2 separate regions of the Pan troglodytes genome follow, and region 1 is linked to region 2. The links are chromatin contacts, called in public capture Hi-C maps. All regions are on one chromosome and are shown on one strand. The core of a region is the stretch at or near the end of the contact, and the rest is flanking DNA. Distances in the headings are between cores, read along the strand shown. Region 1 overlaps DNAH3 (dynein axonemal heavy chain 3). Region 2 has its middle 45 kb from the start of REXO5.

Region 1 (3,153 bases), core at 265-2,764, 230 kb before region 2:
TTGCAGGCACGTGCCACCATGCCCTGCTAATTTTTGTATTTTTAGTAGAGATGGGGTTTCACCATGTTGGCCAGGCTGGTCTTGAACTCCTGACCTCAAGTGATCCACCCGCCTCAACCTCCCAAAGTTCTGGGATTATAGGCATGAGCCACCGTGCCTGGCTGGGATATTTTTTAATTGTAATTTTAATTAATTAATTTTTAAAATAGAGATGGGGGGGGTCTTACTATGTTGCCCAGGCTGGTCTCGAATTCCTGGCCTCAAGTGATCCTCCTGCCTTGGCCTCCTAAAGTGCTGGGATTACAGGCGTGAGCCACAGTGCCTGGCCATGACTTCTGGTTTTGAAACGCCCCAGCAGAGGGATCCGCAGAGGAGGAGTTGCTGTCAGCTGGTGCTCACGGGATGCCTCTCTCTACGGACCCAGCCTAACTAGGACTTTGACCTGCATCGGGGGGATGGGGAGGTTAGGGAGCTTAGGTGGGACAGGTGGCCTCTGGTAGTGCCAGGTTTCTCTATGAGATGGCACTATCAAGAGTGTCCTTGTCGATGGCATTTGGAGAACATGCCGCGGGGCCGGGAAAGCCATCTGCTCCACCTGGTGCTTCCTCTATGATGCTATTCTTGTACATGGGCACTCAGAAAATCCCAACCAGGCCAAGCGAGGTAGCTCACACCACTAATCTCAGCACTTTAGGAGGCCGAGACAGGAGGATCACTTGAGGCCAGGAGCTTGAGGCCAACCTGGGCAACATAGTGTGACCCATCTATTTAAAAAATTAATTTAAATTTAAAAAATCCCAGTCAGGTGCCGTGGCTCACGCCTATAATCCCAGGACTTTGAGAGGCTGAGGCAAGTGGATCGCTTGAGCCCAGGAGTCTGAGAACCAGCCCGGGCCAACACTGCAAAACCCCATCAAGAAATACAAAAAAATTAGCCGGGCATGGTGGCACATGCCTGTAGTCCCAGCTGCTAGGGAAGCTAAGGTGGGAGCATCACTTGAGCCTGGGAGGTTGAGGCTACAGTGAGCTGTGATTGCGCCACTGCAGTCTAGCCTGGGCAACAGAGAAAGACCCTGTCTCAATAAATAAATAAATAAATAAATAAATAAATAAAGTAAAAAAATTCTAACCATAATAATAATGATGATATTGAAAATGTACTGAGTACCAGCTATGGTGCTGGGTACTGTGTTGTATACTTTATTTGGATTCTCACATTTCATCCTTAAAACAGGCCTTTGAAGTGGAGATTATTATCTGCATTTCACGGATTGGAAAACTGAGACTTGGAGAGATGAATTGTCAGATGGCTAGTTGGTGGTGGGAAAGGGAATTGGAATTTTTCTACACTGTTTGACTCAGCCTGGAAAAGTCAAGCAGGCAAAAAAGGTCCGGTCAGAGGAAGGGAGCGGGCAGTAGGGGGCAGTAAACCACAGTGAGAGAGGGCCAGGGAGCACAACCCTAGGACAGTGGCTCCCAAGGAGTGAGCCCCTAAATGGAAGCCCAGTGGGCTGAGCAGTTAAGAGGCAAGTTCAGAAAGGACAAAGGCCCCTAGATACTCTCCGGACTGCCCCTAGGCAGAGCCCATTCCTCCCTGCAGTGTATGTAGGTCACACCACAGGCCGCCCTGGGGACAGCCCCAGGCCTGGGGATGTCATTCTCTGCCCTGATGCCTAACTTAGGAGATCCACTGCCACGGATGCTAGCTCTGGCAGGGGGATCTGAAGGATGAGCCATCTGTAGCACTCAAGTCTAGAAGCTGGATCTTCTGAAGCAAGGCCATGGCTGTGCTGGGGGTTCTGGTCATTTACAGAATGTAGGTAGAAAAAGTTAGAGCCTTATGTTTGGGGCACAGACTTTATAGATAACAGCAAAGGGGTTGCTACTGTGTTTTAAAGCAAAATGGAAGCCACAAATCTAAAAGGCTTTTTGGATCACTACACTAAGGTGCATTTCTGATGTCCTATTTGCAATTAGTGTTATTTTGGTTATTTTTTCATCATGTGCCTATAACACTCTTGGTCTTCCAAGACCGTTATTTCAACGGTAACTACTTCTGGGTTCCTTGCTTTTGTGCTTTCTGAGTCATTGTAAAAAATCTCCTGGTCTGGCCAGGTGCAGTGGCTCATGCCTGTAATCCCAACACTTTGGGAGGCCGAGGCAGACAAATCACCTGAGGTCAGGAGTTCGAGAGCAGTCTGGCCAACATGGCGAAACCCCATTTCTACTAAAAATACAAAAATTAGCCGGGCATGGTGCCATGCGCCTGTAATCCCAACTACTTGGGAGGCTGAGGCAGGAAAATCATTGGACCCAGGAGACAGAGGTTGCAGTGAGCCGAGATTGCGCCATGGCACTCCAGCCTGGGTGACAGAGCGAGACTCTCTCTCAAAAAAAAAAAAGTATGGAAAAAAAAATTTTAAAAATAATAAAAATTTAACTGTTAAAAAAAAAAAGCAAGAGGGAACAAGGTAGCATTTGATCTTAGGGAGAAACTGCACTGATAGATGCCAAAACTGGCCCTCTGTGACTAGTAGAAATATAATGTGAGCCATTTGTGTAATTTTTTTTTTTTTTGAGTTGGAGTCTCACTCTGTTGCCCAGGCTGGAGTGCAGTGGTGCGATCTCGGCTGATTCCTGCCTCCACCTCCCGGTTCAAGCTGTTCTTTTGCCTCAGCCTCCCAAGTAGCTGGGATTGCAGGCACCTGCCACCATGCCCAGCTAATTTTTGTATTTTTAGTAGAGACAGGGTTTCACCTGTTTGACAGGCTGGTCTTGAACACCTGACCTCAAGTGATCCGCCCGCCTCAGCCTCCCAAAGTGCTGGGATTACAGGAGTGAGCCACTGCACCCAGCCAATAATTTTAAAGTTTCTAGTAGCCACATTTTACAAAGTAAAAGGGACTGGGCATGATGGCTCACACCTGTAATCCCAGCATTTTTGGGAGATCAAGGTGCGAGGATTGCTTGAGTATAGGAGTTCAAGACCAGCGTGGAAAACATAGCGAGACCCCATCTCTACAAAAAAATTTTTAAAAAGAAAAAGGTTAGCCAGGCATGGTGTTGTATGCCAGTGGTCCCAGCTGCTCAGGAGGTCGAGGGAGGAGGACCACTTGAGCCTGGGAGGTCAAGGCTGCAGTGAGTCATGATCAC
Region 2 (3,649 bases), core at 958-3,457:
TTGCAAAGGCTCTGGAAGTCATGTCTACATTCTCTGATTAGGGAGAGGTTTCTGAGATTTCCTCAATGAACTGCAACTCTTTTTCTCTTCCTTCCTCATTACTAAGGACAGGACCAGGTGGGGGCTGGAAGGAAATCTTAAGGGATGATGTTTTCCTCACTTAAAAAGTATGCCTCTAAAACATTCCCCAGTTGGCTCTTTTGGGCTTGTTTCTTCTGTGCTTTGGCACTTCTGAGTTATGGAGCCCAGCCAGAGCCTTACAAATAGGTTTGGGGAATAAAGTGGAAGGATACTGATTTGGGGGCTTGTATAGAGCCTGGGCTATTCAAAGTGCTGTCACAGGCTGTATAGATTATATACAGCTAAAATCTAATTTTCAATTAGATGATGGACAAACAACTTCACTTAGTTACCAGATGAGCTTAACTGCACGTGGAATGCTTTCTAGCAAGAAAGGTGCACTGAAGGTAGTGCTGAGGATCTGAGGAGTACGGAAGAGTTGCAACACTGGCTTCTTCCCTCCTTTCAAATCAGTTGCTGAAGCACATGGCTGGATTGGCTCTGGAAGTCATCCTTCTAGCTCTGAGTTTTGACGTAGGTCAAAAAGGGTTAGTCTGCCTGATAAGATTAGGGAGCTTGCCTAACCTCTCCCTTTCCTTTCCTTTACGTTGACTTCTGAGGATGCCCTGTCTTAAAAACATAAGGCTCCTACCTGAGTTTAACATTCTTCTGTTCAGTGTTCTGACCGTTATCCCGTCTCTTGACTCAGGGGTGCTGAAAAAGTCCTGGTGGAATGTAGCAGCACCAGTGCAGTCAGCAGTGAAGCATCTTAACTCTACAGTGTTCTGTAATCCATGCTGATGGAGACTCTCCATGGGCCCTGTGTTTATCTGGGGTGATGCTGCTAAAACTGCTAGTACATCATAGAGCTACACAATAGTGTGGTACTACTACATGACAAGACAGAAGAAAACATGAATACTGGCCCTAGTATACACATGGACTTAAATGATAAAGGAGCATCCTTCTTTATTGGGTAAGTAAAGCTAGGTAATTGGGTAAAATTATCTAAATATTTGGGAGAAAGTTATTACATGCCAAGATAAATTCCAAGAAAAATAAGGCTATGAAGTATAGACATTAAATCATTAGAAATATATAAACTTGTCATTGGATCCAGAGATCAATCAGGGCTTTCTAAGCATAAAAGCAAATAGAGGAAATCACAAAAGACTAAACATAAAATGATATACCTTAAAAAGCAAACTAAAATTTTGTAATAGTTTGTAAATGGACACTATATATAGTGAATCCATAAGGCGCTCTTAAAAATTCAGTATGGAAAAGGATCTGGCTTCCCAATAGAAAAATGGCAAAGGATATGAACAACTCACTTAGGAAAAATAATTTACCAAAAAGCTTCTGGGAAAAAAGCAGGATGCCAATCTAAAGGGTATTCAAATAAGCAGACATTAAATATACAATGAAAAATTTAAAATGGCAAAAATTTGAAAGAAATCTATGCTAGTAAACAGTAAAATCCTTTCTGGAGTTAAAAGCGTGTGTTCGTACTCTTTAACCCAATAATTTCACTTAGGCACTTTTCCTAAAAGAAATATCTCCCAAGGATGTATGTGCAAGGATATCACTGGCAACATCATTTGGGAACAACTTCCAAGGTCAACAAAAGGGACTGTTTTAGAAATTATGGCATACATCAATGCTAGAATATTACACAGCTATTAAAACTCTGCTTTTGAATAATAGAATTTCTATCATGGAAAAAGTTGATCGATTATAAAATATTGGCAGTCATTGACCGTTGATGGTGGGATCAGTTGTGATTTAAATTTTTCTGTATTTTTCAAATTTTCATTAATAGGTTTCCTTTGTAATAGGGAAGAGGTTATTTACAAAAAGGGGGGCAAAAAGAAATGAACAACCCCCCCTATGGTCAAGGAGACCAGAAAATGGGAGTAATGTGTTCAAAGCCTAAACCATGAGTTCTGTAAAAGCCCTTGGAGTTGCTTTTCCCCCATAAGAAGCTGCTTCTCCAGCAGCTGCCTTGGCAGCTCTGCGCTGGCTGCCTGGAAGGGTGTGGGAGGAAAAATGCACAAACGCACTTATGAATGGAATGTGTGTTTTGCAAAAGGCCAAGTTGGCAGCTTTGGCTTCCAAAAGGTGGAGCATCAGGCTAAAGAACAGAGTGTGCAGACTGAAGTCTCAGAGGCCTTGTAGTGCAGGCCCATCTCTGCAGAGTTCTGGAGTTGGATCCCTGGGGAAACCTCCACCCCTACCCTTTCTCCTAAGAAAAAGATGGCCTTGGCTATTCTTGGGAGCAAGTGGAGTGCTCTTGGTACAGGGAGATGATCCTTAGTAAAATAGTATGTCATTTATTCAGCACTCAATCTTGACTTTTCCTAGTTTAATCCTCATAACCTTATGAAGTACTAATTTCCCCTATTTTAAAGGTGAGGAAACAGGCCCAGAGAGGGAAAATAATTCACACATAGTGCATTACTGTGTCATTTTCCACAAATGTCTCAATAATCAAAAGTAGTTATTTCCTCATTTTATACAGCTGTGGAAATAGCCTCAAATGAGGTTAAGTGACTTGCCCCAAAATACTCAGGTGTGTGTGGGAGGTGAAGCTCCAACCCAGGCCTCTTCATATCCGAGGCAGACACTTAATTTATCTCTCAGGACTTGAGCCTCAAGAGGTAAACAGCAGCTAAGCTCTCACAGCTTTGGAGCTCAGCTGGGCAGGAAGGAACCCAACAACACTGTCAGTTTCAAGTTGTTCTCAGGGCCTTGCAGCGGAAGTTGGCAATTCACCTAGGGAACTTTCCTCCTGATGAAGGGACTTGAATCAAGTTGCGGTGTCTGATCCCAAGTCAAGCTCTTCAGTTCTGGTTCCATATAGGGCCAGATCTTACAGAAGCTACATTTAAACTTTCATATAGGACCAGATCTTATGAAGCTACATTTATAAGATTAAACACTGCTCCAACTGCCCAACCCTAAGAGTTAATTTTAAGTAGAATTATCTTTCTCTTCTTTTCTTCTCCTGACAGCAGGTGGTAAGAATTATTTTCCAAATATAAAAGCAATGTTTGTTGAATGTTAAAAAAAATCGAGTCTACAACAGAAAAGCATTTGTTAAAACCTGATTTGTCAATGGCACTAGCCATAGATAAATACTATTAACGTTTTGGCATATAGCCTTGCAGGTTTTGTTAGAAGCCTATGTATAGCTTTGCATATTTTCTCCTACAAAAGTGTACTCAAACTACATGCTATTCTGTATCCCTCCAGACTTCATACAACAAATAATATACAGTACTGTGAATGTATAATCTCACTAATCTGTAATCCTCTGGGATACATACCATTATTATCCCAAGCACAGAAATGTTAAGCAATTTATTCAAGTTCACACAATAATTTAAAAAGCTGGGATTCAAAGTCAAGCATTCTGGATCCAGAGGTCTACTGCCTCTTCTTGAAGATCTCTTTCACCGAAGATTTTATTTACTCTGTCTCACACACACACATTAGAACTGACTACCTAGAACTCCATTTTAATAACCCTCTGATAGCTCCTTCATTACATGTTTTTGTGTAGCTATCCTAGTATCCTAGGATAATG

Evidence for each region. Capture Hi-C pulls out chosen DNA fragments and counts their contacts.
Region 1: a capture Hi-C map of stem cell-derived neural stem cells shows a contact between it and region 2, with 5 times the contacts expected there. The contact joins two enhancer-like sites. A contact is called at or near these places in 4 of 7 Hi-C or Micro-C datasets (blood, induced pluripotent stem cells and stem cell-derived neural progenitor cells) and 1 of 1 other capture datasets (stem cell-derived neural stem cells).

The regions. Positions count from the first base shown.
Region 1 is chr18:23,651,657-23,654,809 of NHGRI_mPanTro3-v2.0_pri, reverse strand. All of the region lies in intron 19 of DNAH3 (dynein axonemal heavy chain 3), which reads left to right. Among named protein-coding and RNA genes, the nearest start is that of DNAH3, 69 kb to the left of the region's middle. Within about 2 kb of position 1,514, at least 2 of the 24 cell types and tissues checked have an H3K27ac peak or open chromatin away from gene starts, as enhancers often do. A contact at or near this core is called in stem cell-derived neural stem cells, where this site is marked.
Region 2 is chr18:23,419,864-23,423,512 of NHGRI_mPanTro3-v2.0_pri, reverse strand. No RefSeq gene overlaps it. Among named protein-coding and RNA genes, the nearest start is that of REXO5, 45 kb to the right of the region's middle. Within about 2 kb of position 2,207, at least 6 of the 24 cell types and tissues checked have an H3K27ac peak or open chromatin away from gene starts, as enhancers often do. A contact at or near this core is called in stem cell-derived neural stem cells, where this site is marked.